Linked DNA regions of Mus musculus: region 2 is linked to region 1. Evidence: chromatin contacts called from public HiChIP or PLAC-seq data. All regions are on one chromosome and are shown on one strand. Each heading gives the region's core, a stretch centred on a gene start, on an enhancer-like site or on the middle of the called end of the contact. The rest is flanking DNA. Distances are from core to core; before and after follow the strand shown. Region 1 holds the start of Tagln (transgelin). Region 2 holds the start of 4931429L15Rik (RIKEN cDNA 4931429L15 gene).

Region 1 (5,744 bases), core at 3,225-5,724:
CACCATTCTTCAGCCACACCTGGAAGCCCAGGCGCCCACGATCTGGGCGGCCTACATCAGGGCCACACTGCACTACAATCCACTCCACTAGTCGCTCCTCCAGCTCCTCGTCATACTTCTTCTCAATTTTGGACTGCACTTCTCGGCTCATGCCGTAGGATGGACCCTTGTTGGCCATGTTGAGGCAGAGCTAAAGTATAGAGTGTGGAGAAAAGAACAAAGAGCCAGCAAGTTACTTTACTTCATTTGTGCTAAGCAGGCCTTCCACTCTGAGGGACCCTAGACATCATAGCATGACCTAGACCAGCTTTACCCACTTGCTGCAGAGACCCCTCTGAACTTGAACCTCAGAAAACAAGGTCTTAGATATTTGTCAGTCTAGAGCAAGAGTCTGTCAACTTTTTATGTAAAACAGCAGAGTAAATATTTTAGACTTTACAGACCATATGGCCTCTATTGTATGAAAATAGCCTAGCTGATACATAACCAATGTGTGCCAATAAAATTTTGTTTATAAAAACAGACATCAGGCTGCCTTTGGCCTGTGGACTATTTTGACAACCCCTGGCCTAGAGCCAACCTCCTGTCCCTCATTGCTTGCTTCTTTCTGCAGTACTGGTGGAGCCCAGGGCTTCACATAGAAAGGGAAGTATGCATTGCTAAGCTTTGTCCTCGGCCTTCTCTTTGTTTTATAGTTTGTGTTTTTGTTGGGTTTTCCTCCCCCACACCCCCAGAAAGGGTTGCACTGTCTGGCCTCTGCTGTTGTAGAACTTTCCTGTAGACTGGCCTCCAACTAACAGAGATCTTGCCTGCTTCAGCCTCCTGAGTGCTGGGATTAAAGGCGTGCTTCAACAGAGTCTGGCTTGTTTCATAGTTTTGAGGCAATGTCTCACTAATTTTGTACAGAAAGGCCTCGAACAGGAAGCCCTGCATCACCCGGGCTGGCTATCAGAGCATTTTTACTTTGCCAAGACTAGCCAGAAAAGCACTAGAGAGGTTTTCCAGAAGCCATGTCCTCCAAATTCAGCCAGTAGCTATCTTTCTCTAGCTACCGGTTGCCACCAAATCTTTACCCTCTGACCCAGAAGCCAGAAGAGCAAAGTTCATCCCCCAAAGCGCAGCTGACAAAAAGACCTGATAAAGCCACCAGAGTCCAAGGGTTCTCAGAAAACAGCGGCATTCTCAGGGAGACCCAGATGGAAGTGCGCTGTTGTGCCCGTGTGGGCCAGCTCTGACTGTTGCAGCAGTGAGAGAAACCATGCAGTCAAAGTCCTCCAGGGCAGAGAATCTGCTAGCCAGAGCATGGGAAGCCTGGCCTGTATGCCAGCTGTTGCCTCAAAGGCCTATGTCCGGCAGCTCTCTGGGGACCCAGACACGGAGGAAGGCTATAGGAGCAAAGCAGGCAGGTAGGTCCCTGGGTAGATACAGTCAGGGCTGGAGCCAGACCTAGTCAGCAGGGATAGCCTGAGTGGGATGCCATCTGTTGAGGTATCTGAAGAATTTTGCAAACCAACCCCTGCTTCTGAGAGGTCATTGGTTGAGAGAAAAATTGTGTGAGCATGGAGCAGATGACAGGCTCCCCCACCTCCTTCCCATGAAAGCGGGGACCTTCTCCACATCACAGCCGTGGAGGTGGTAGGGAGTGGAGCAAACATTACCACATGGCTCTGGTCCCGGGCCAGCTGTCAGACTCTAAACATCTTGCTTTCCCTTCCCCTGTGCTGTCACCCCCTTCAGTTATGAGTTCTCTGCTTGTGAAGTGGGAGCAAACCTGGAAGATGCAGTCTGTGAACTACAGTGCACCTGGAGCTTAATAGAGCTCTTCGAGATGGGGTGTGTGTGTGTGTGTGTGTGTGTGTGTGTGTGTGTGTGTGTATTGCAGGGTGGAAGGGAGGGGGTACTTTAACCAGTGAGTTTACACAGTAAACTGATCTTCCCTTCTCCAGTTCCCACCACCTTCTCCAAAGCATTCCCTGAGCCCAACACCAACATTGAGAGAAAAACAGAATAACCAGAAGACCTCATTGAAATGACAACCCTATAGGCAACTTACTTCCCTGAGGTGAAGGAAAGGGGACATGGACACGGCTTTCTGAGTACCCTCTCAAGCTACCCTGGAGGACTCAAAAGCCTGGTTTCTGTTGGGAAGTTGTCAACAGCTATTCCCTCCCACACCCCACTGTGTGGCCTGCCCCCTCCCCCCAACCCCCGACCACCACCACCACCAGGAACCGCTGCGACAAGGAACCACAAAAGTCACAGAGTCATGGAGCCGGTGACTGCGGAGCCCCTTCCTCCTAGCCTCTACTCAGCCTGTCTCAAGCACCTTACAGTTTCCTTCTACTCCTGACTGGACAGTGGTGGCGCACGCCTTTAGTCCCAGCACTCGGGAGGCAGAGGCAGGCAGATTTCTGAGTTGGAGGCCAGCCTGATCTACAAAGTGAGTTCCAGGATAGCTAGGGCTATACAGAGAAACCCTGTCTCAAAACAAAAAACCAAACATCACTAGCCACTAGAGGAAAAGATGGGAGGAGAGTGTCCTCACATGCACTTCTCAGTCTCCAGAAAGTTCTGAACTGCAGGACTAAGAACAAGCCGTAGCAACAAGAGCATACACTGCAGCCTTGACATCTGTCAGGTCTGGGTCAGGTCATGCTCTCAAGATTCCATGTGCCCTTCTTCCCAGACTGGTGGGAAGTATGAAGTAGAAAGTCCAAAGAAGGGCTGGAGAGATGGCTCAGCCGTTAAAGGCTAGGCTCACAACCAAAAATACAAGAAAGTCCAGAGAAGTCTCTTTGAGAAGAGGCCAGGAGAGCAAATAAAATATATATGTATGTCCAAATGCCATGATGAAATGTATTACTTTGTATGCTAACTTAAAACAAACAAAAAAACAAAACCAAAAAAAAAAATCACTATAAGAAAAATCAAGCTGTCATCTTAGAGGCAGCAGAGAGGAGAGAGGGATATGGGTGGTGGTTTGGCAGCCCACCAGGGTATTTCTAGACAAAAGCTCCAACGCAAAACACCTGCATGATGCGCAGCTTGGATGCCTGTGGCCATCCAGCCCTCCTGTCAGCAGGTAGAGAGGTTAGGCTGTGGAAAGGGGCCTCCATGTAGCAGAGACCCTGGACAACAAGCAGAACCAGGGTATATCTGCCTGTGGTACCTCAGCCCATAAAATGACAGTAAGGGTGAGCATTTCTGCATCCCTGAGAGATCACACCTAAATTCCAGAAGACTAGTCCTCTTATATAGATGTGGCAACAGCCCACTGACATCCTTTAGAGAGCCCCAAGGGGAACCACCAAGACCCTTTGGGAGGAACAGGGGTCCCAGGGCTGTCCAGTCCCAGTTCCAAAGCTCCTCCACCTGTCACCTATCTGTCACCTATCTGCCACCTGTCACCTATCTGCCTACAGTGGACTGACCTCCTACTTTCAAACTGGACCAAGCTGCCATGAAAAAGCAAACCTTAGCTGGGCAGTGGTGGCACACGCCTTTAATCCCAGCACTTGGGAGGCAGAGGCAGGTAGATTTCTGAGTTCGAGGCCAGCCTGGTCTAAAGAGTGAGTTCCAGAACAGCCAGGGCTACACAGAGAAACCCTGTCTAAAGAAAAGAAAGAAAAAAAGAAAAAGAAAATTAGAAAGAGAGAGTGAAAGAGAGAAAAGGAAAGAAAGAGAGAGAGAGAGAGAGAGAGAGAGAGAGAGAGAGAGAGAGAGAGAGAGAAAAGGAAAGAAAAAGCAGGCCCTATCCCAGGCTAGTCTGAAGCATTAAACTTCTGTGGTAGATGGAGCACATGCCTGCCACACATAGCGCCCTGGGGTTTGATCCCTAGCGCTACAAAAAATAAGATCTTTAGTCCTCCACTGCCTGAGGGGGCTACCTCCTGGCTCCCCCGAGTTGCATTAGCCCTGGGGACCATCAGTGGGTCACTGCTTTCCAGAACTTAGCCCCTCACCTTCTTGGAGATCCAAAGATGGAGTTGTTCCCTTGGCCTCATTTGTCACCTCTTTGGGCCTAACACATAGCCCATACACCTATGGGTGGGACAGTGACTGAAATTTGAGCCTCCCTCTCACCCCATTTATTCTTTTGCCCCAGTCAAATCATCCTAGGCATTTTAACCCAGACTTTTTGTCTAACACAGAGAATGGTCTCTAGGGACCCAATTCCACCCAGCAAACTAGAAGAGACTAGGGGATCTAATTGAGCCCACAGCCCTTCTGCTCCCATGACTTGCACTTACAAGGCTTGGTCGTTTGTGGACTGGAAGGAGAGTAGCTTCGGTGTCTGGGCTGGGGCAGACGGGCCGGGGCGCCGGCTGGGTGAGGGGTTTAAAGGCCGCCTAGGCAGTGATGTCACCCCTCTGCCGCCCGCTGGCGCCCCTCCCTGCCCATGGAAGTCTGCTTGGCTCACCACCCCGGGCCGCCCCACTCACTCCACACAGGCTCCATATTTGGGGAAAGACACCAAGTTGGAGCAGTCTGTCGGGGGCAGCCGGAGACATTCTCTGCATGCTTTGGAGATGCTGCGGGGGTCGGGGCGGGGCGGTGCTGAGGGCGGCCGGGAAAAACCTTTTATGGGCAGGACCCTGAAACCCTTCCTTGTTACCCGGACTTGGGTCTGCTCTTCAATGAGAAAGAAAGGGGGAGGCATTCTAGAGTTTGGCCCGACAAAGGAACCTGCAAGGGACAAACAAGCCACCTTCTTGCAAGGCTTTAAAATCGAGTTGGTGGGAACTAGTCTTGACTGCAGCCTGGCTGCACAACCAGGCACTATGCAAACGCCTTCCTTTCACGTTCCCCTTTATTATGAGATAGCAGTTACCACTCCATTTAACAGTTGAGAAAATTGAGGTTCAAAGTGGCCTTTCCAAGGCTACCAAGTGCATGGCAGAACATGGGTCATCCTGCCCACAGGTATGGTATGCTTCTAGCGGGTGCTTCTCTAGGGAGTGCCTTGTTTAGCAGCAAGTCAACCCTGGCCCCTTCTAGAGCGGTGACAATGGGCGGATGTTTAAGGCCTGGCAAGGCTGGAGACACTAGGGTAAGAGGACTAGGACAGTGTCACCCTCCCTCCCTTCAAAATAGTCCTTATCGTGAAAGATCCTACCACCTCAGAAAGGGTCCCCACTTATCTTGCACCTAGCTTCAGTGGTCTTGGGAAGGGACAGGTGAGACAGGCTCAGGGTTAGGGTTAAAGACAACTGCTATCACACCTGATGGTCTGAGTTCAGTACCCAAGACCAAACACAGTGGAGACAGAACCAGCTCTCCTCTGCCCCTATCTGTGCTATGTCTCACACACTCACTGAATGCAACTTCTTAAAAGGTAAGGCTTTAGTGGTGTCTCTGAGTCCCATCCCCAATTCTGGAAACCTCAGGAAACAGAGAGAGGGAGAGGGAGAGGGAGAAAGGAGTAGAGAGAGGGAAGGAGAGAACCCTCAGGCAGGGTCAGTCTCACCCAGAACTGGCTGCAGGCCAGAGAGGTGCAGCCTCAGACGCTCAATCCACTACAGCCAGCCTGGCTGGTTTAAGCTATTGGTGCATAGAACTCCAGCACCTCCTTGTGGCATCTGAAGGAAGGGTCATAATAAGCTGGAGCTCCTCTAGAGCTCTTGCTTTCCAGCCACTGATTACGTCCTGAATTCACTAGACAGGATTCCCCAAATCCCGTCCTTTTTATAATCTAAATAAAATCTCCCTCCTCGATGGGCACACGCCTTTAATCCCAGCACTCG
Region 2 (5,790 bases), core at 2,849-5,348, 380 kb after region 1:
AAGAAAGGTGTTCTAAACAGGCTGAAGGGAGAGCCGCTCTGCTCAAGCAGAGAATTCTGGGGCAGCAATGGGTATCCTGGGTAGCCTAGGGATCACCATGGCAACACGAAAGGCAATCCAAAGGGAGGCAGCAATAGAACAGGCCCTCCTCCAGGCTGAGGCTGAATCCCTGGCGTGATTAGAAGAAGGATTTAGGGTTAGAAAATGATCTGTAGAGCCACAGCTGCCTCTAACTTAGGGGACACGTGGCCTGTCTGCTGTCCCTTGTCGGTGGAAATCCCTTACTTCTTGTTCCTCACCCGTGAGGCACCCAACTTGGGCAGAGGACCTGTTGGTGTGTGGAGAAGTGGGGAGAAGAACAGGGAGTCAACCCCAGAAAATTGTCTTGCACGTTGAGAGAGACGCAATGAATGGGATTTTAGGCTGCTCCAGCCTGCTTCCTCCACTTGCGGGACTCAGAGCCTTCACAGTTAACCTAGTCTAACTGGGGATCAATGGCTGGCCTATCATGTCCCCTCTAGTGTTCCCTTACCAAAAGCAGCCTACTTGGAAAAGAAAATAAATGAAAAGCACTTTTCTTGCTCTCTGGTGCCGCTGAGCCTGTGACCCTCCTCCCTCCCCACCCCTCCTCCCTGGCTGCCCCTCCCCACTCCTCATTACCTCTGCTCAATTAGCTATGGCTGGGTTAACCCCTTCAGCCTCCGTTTGGAGTAGGGTGATTGCTTGTTGCCTTCTCCACAGGCCCTGTTCTCAGCACGGTTGGTTCTCAGGAGCACAGAATGGGCCAAGTCCAGTGCCTGCCAACCTCCTCCGTACCCTCCCTCTGGCTGCCAAATCTGACTTTGATTAGCGTGTGGAGGGGAAGAAAGCAGGAAAATAGAATATTAAAATCTTAATTCAATTTAAAACACTGTCATTCACAGGCATGCCAAACAGTGAGATGACTAATTATTATGCAAATGAGGGAGATAGAAAAGTGATTAATAATTGCACAAATTAAAAATTATTGTAAACATCCTGTGACGAGCGATAAGTCCGATGGAGAGGCAAGGGCGGTGGGCCGGGGAGGCCACGGAGGAGCCAGCTCCTGCATCCGTTTTCCTCATTAGGGGGATTTAATTAGCACCCAATGATGGGGCTTGTGCTGCCAGGGTTGGGGAGTGTGTGGCCAGCACCCCCAGCTGTCTGCTGGTTCCTTGTTTCCTCTCCAGCTTCTCCTCACTACCCTGGGGTCTTCACTAGAGTGAGCAGGAAGAGGAAGGAAGGCTGGCCACCATGAAGGGCAGGCAGGCGCTGTGCAAGCAAGCCTGCTGCTTTCCTGTGTGTCAGGCTGGAGGACAGTCTTGGTGTCACCTCAGAGAACTTGTCCACCTCCTTTGAGACAGCATCTCTCATTGGCCTGGAACCCACCAATTAAACTAGACAGACTGGCCAGCCAGGCCCAAGGGCCCTCCTTTCTTTGCCTCTTACACTGGCTTAGGAACAGGGCGTTTTTTACTGGATTCTGGGAATTGAACTCAGGTCCTTGTGTTTATAAGGCAAATTCTTTACAGACCGAGCCATTGCTTCACTCCAGCTGACATATTCTCTTTTCTTTCTTTTCTTTTCTTTTCTTTCTTTTTCTTTCTTTCTCTTTCTTTCTTTCTTTCTTTCTTTCTTTCTCTCTCTCTCTCTCTCTCTCTCTCTCTCTCTCTCTCTCTCCTTCCTTCCTTCCTTCCTTCCTTCCTTCCTTCCTTCCTTCCTTCCTTCCTTTCTTTCTTTCTTTCTTTCTTTCTTTCTTTCTTTCTTTCTTTCTTTCTTTCTTTCTTTTTTCGAGACAGGGTTTCTCTGTGTAGCCCTGGCTGACTTGGAACTCACTCTGTAGACCAGGCTGGCCTTGAACTCAGAAATCCGCCTGCCTCTGCCTCCCAAGTACTGGGATTAAAGACGTGCACCACCACTGCCCGGCTCAGCTAACATATTCTTAATAAATTTTTTTATTTACCAGCCACAGCTTCCCCCTACCAGGGTCTGGATGCCTGGTCTCTGGCAGATGGGGCTGGGGCTGGTTGAGTGGCTGGCTATCTTTGCTGTCCTCTATAAATCCTGGGCCTTAGGGAAATGGCTCTTGGTGTCCAGAGAGGCCACAGGAAGTTATGAAGCCCAAGGTTAGACTTGGAGCAGTGGGAGGTGTAAGCTGGCCTCAAACTCAGAAATCTGCCTGCTTCTGCCTCCTAGCCAGAGTTTTCCTTCTCGAGAGCCTAGTACTGGCCATGGCTTACTCCTGCCCCCTGCTGGCTGAACTCATCCTGAGGGTCTCAGTCCAACCTCGGCTTCTGGCTAGGGTCTTTCTGGGCTCTTCTGAGACAACCAAGGGTGATGGGATGTGGTACAAGTCTTTGTGTGGCCTTGGCTGAGTTTGCCTCACCTCTCTGGATCTGTTCGGTTTTACAAGAGTTGGGCTGGGGATAGCCCAGTGGTTTGCCCAGCCTGTGTACAGCAAGGGTTTGAATGGAAGTGCCACAGGTAAATGAATAAGATGGGGAAGCGTCTACAATTCCATGGGACTTTCCCACCCATCCTTTGCCTCATTTTCAGCCATCAATTTGCTAGGCGAGACCTCGTTTCTCTGTATGGAGTGCTAGAGGTGCAGTTGGTACATGGTGTCCAGGACCTTGAGAACACAGGAAAAGAGATGAAGGAATGGCATGAGCTAAGGCCCTGGGGTGAGAGAATAAAAGAAGTTCAGAGATGGTCAAGGGACTGGGGGAAGGCCACATCGGGGAGTGGAGGGGTTGATGATTTGTTCTGGGAGATTTGAGTCCTATATTGAGGACCTGGGTAGAAAAAAAAATTTAATGTTGGGGGAAGGCATGATTGGAATTGGCTTAGAAAGCTCATATCAAGCCAGATGTGGTGGTGCATGCCTTTAATCCCAGCACTTGGGAAGCAGAGGCAAGCAGATTTCTGAGTTTGAGGCCAGCCTGGTCTACAGAGTGAGTTCCAGGACAGCCAGGACTACACAGAGAAACCCTGTCTCGAACCCCCCCCCCCAAGCTCACATCAACCTCATTGTGAAGACAAAGTTGGGGGTGGGGTCCCCACTGGTTCCTATCTGGAGGCTGTCATAGCCATCTGCAAGAAAGACATGATCTCTGACCACCGAAGGAGAGGTGGCAGGAAAGAAGGCAGGATCTCAGTGATGTGTATGTGAGGGTGGAAGGTAACATTGGACTTCCACCCAGGAGGTGGCATTCTGGTGGAAAGGAGAGGTGACCACCTTGTGACACCTGCTATCTTTCCCCCAAGGAGTGGTAGACACTGGATTAGAATGGCGGCTAAAGGTAGGGTCTTGCTTTCCACACTGTCTCTGCTTCAACTCCTCAGGGAGGGGCCCAGGGAAGTGAAGGGAAGAAGAGTTGTAGGCCCTGATCACAAAGTCTCTCTGGGGGCAGTGAACTTGGGACTAGAAATTCACAAGCTGATGCATGTTGGCTGTGCTTAGCTGTGGAATAACACCACAGTGAAGATAAGACTCCATAGACGAGGTGGTGTGGGGTCTGGGTGCTGTCCCTCCCTTTGCACACATTCAAACACCAAATACATTTCTCTCTCACTGTCCCTGAACCTCTCTGTAGTGTCTGTGGACTTGTGGGCCGCTTGCTCCATGGGGCTGGCTAAGTCCCAAATATCACCCTTGAGGGGGGTGTGTGTGTGTGTATAGTATGAGCCTATGGAGAAAAGCTGAGCAAGAAGACCTGGTTGGAGCAAGGCCTTGAGAGTAGACAGGACTCTTGTTCCCTCCATCCCTCAGGGATGGGAGGCAGGGAAGCCAAAATTGACATTTGCCTGTTGCTCTTTCTTTTCCAATTACAGAGAAACCTCAGATAATCAACTGCGAATATCCTTGTTAACTGAGTGTCTTAGGATTCTACTGCTGTGAACAGATACCATGACCAAGACAACTCTTATAAGGACAACATTTAAGTGGGGCTGGCTTACAGGTTCAGAGGTTCAGTCCATTATCATCAAGGTGAGAACATGACAGCATCCAGGCAGGCATGGTGCAGGAGGAGCTGAGAGTTCAACATCTACAATTTAAGGCTGCTAGCAGAATACTGTGGGGAATTGCAGGCTTGTCTCCAGTCGAGCTGAGGTCTGAACCCCGAAGTCATAATTCACCTTCATGACACGGTAGGCATTCCCTTATGCTCCTGGAACTCTGGCCCCTGCGTAAGCCCCCCACATGCCCCCATAAGAGAAGCATGGTCAGTAGTCACGTAGGCAATGGTCCAAGCTTCTGACCTTCAGGCTGAACTCCTCCCCAGTTACCTAGCAACAGTAAAGACCATAAAAAGGGCTGATCAGCCCCACCTCGCTCTCTTACTGCTTACTCTCTTACTTGTCTCCCTCTTACCCCTCACTCTCACCTTCTCTCCCCTCTCTTTGTCTTCTCTCCTCTCTTCTCTCTCTTTGTTTTCTCCTCTCTTCTCCTCTCCTCTCTTCTCTCCCTCTTACTCTCTTTCTCTCTAGTCTCTCTCTCTCTCTTCTCTCTTTCTCCCTGCATTTCTATAATAAAGCTCTTAAACCATAGAGAGTCTCTGCTCATCAAGGCTGCATGCACTCTCGTAGGTATTGGGAACATCTTCCCTCATCCCTCTCTCCTATAACCCTGGTGGCTTTAGCAAAGTAGCTCCAGGGTCCCCAGGTAGGGCTGCCCCTGGCCGTCCCCTGAAGAGAGGGTCAGAGGCTTGGATGCCCATCCAGGGATGAGTGGAAAGGTAGCAGCCCTCCCACACCTGACAAACCAGAGAATAGGTAAAACTCTGGTGGGGCATGGGTCTATCTCCCCCCTCTTCATCCCCAGGGCCCCCTTTTTTAGCTCCCACAGAATACTGACTTCCAGGCAGCTAGGATGAAGGTCTTAAAGCCCATGCCCACAGTGATACATCTATTCCAACAAGGCCACACCTCCAAATAGTGCCACTTCCTGGGCCAAGCATATTCAAACCATGGCACTGAGGATGGGTCTTCTCTGGCCACCCCAGGAAAACTGGAGAACAAGGGCCAGGAGCTTTGGAGGAGGGCTCTGTGATTCTGGCAGAGCTATGTCTGTTGTGTGCCTGGATCGGGCTGGAGGGAGAAATTGCTGGAAGTTGGGATGTGAGGACATGCGGAAGACTGATGGCCAAAGAGGTTGGAAGGCCCCTGGGGTTCTTTTAGCTGCTTTAGCTATGGGGAACAATGGAGAGCTTTATGCTATCCAACCTAGGCTCTTATCCTGCCGGGACCAGCCACTGTTGTTGCTTCCTGATGACCTCAGTCCCCTTGAGGGTCCCTTTCCCATCCCTACGCTTTCTCCAGTGCAGGGCTATAGGTTTAGCGAGGGAATAAACTTCTGAATGGTTGAAATATAAAGAGTCAAGGATCTATAACAGGTGTTTTCAACTTAACAGATTTATTCACTTACTCATCTGGCAAACTTTTGAAGTGTAGCCCAGGACTTAATGATGCAGAGACAGGGAAGATACAGTCTCTACCCTCAAGGGGTGACTCCCTTATGGTCAGAGTCAATCAAGTAAATTAATAATTATTGCATATGTTATGCAGAAAAGAGGGAAGAAAATAGCTAGCTTTGTAGGGGGTGGAGGAGTAGGGAGGGTGTGCGTCAAGGAAGGCTCTCCTGAGGAGAGGAGTCTGCAGGTAGGTGAGAAGGGCAAGAGGGCCTTCATAACTGAAGGAGTAGCAGAGACATGAGAGGCCACTCATGGGGGTGGGGGTGGAAAATGGAGGTAGTCTGATGTGGATACA

Evidence for each region. HiChIP or PLAC-seq counts read pairs in DNA pulled down with a chosen protein or histone mark.
Region 2: an H3K27ac HiChIP or PLAC-seq map of embryonic stem cells shows a contact between it and region 1, with 3 times the contacts expected there. The contact joins the promoter of 4931429L15Rik here to the promoter of Tagln in region 1. A contact is called at or near these places in 2 of 39 promoter capture datasets (embryonic stem cells and stem cell-derived epiblast-like cells), 2 of 115 datasets of contacts at active chromatin or transcription factors (both in embryonic stem cells) and 1 of 9 other capture datasets (liver).

The regions. Positions count from the first base shown.
Region 1 is chr9:45,931,584-45,937,327 of GRCm38.p6, forward strand. Tagln (transgelin) reads right to left here and starts at 4,475. Exons shown (of 5, transcript NM_011526.5): 1 at 4,251-4,475; 2 at 1-190. The coding sequence starts at 178. It also overlaps a transcript of Pcsk7 not described here.
Region 2 is chr9:46,315,888-46,321,677 of GRCm38.p6, forward strand. It overlaps 4931429L15Rik (RIKEN cDNA 4931429L15 gene), which reads right to left and starts at 4,099. Exons shown (of 13, transcript NM_183104.2): 1 at 3,982-4,099; 2 at 661-840; 3 at 1-169.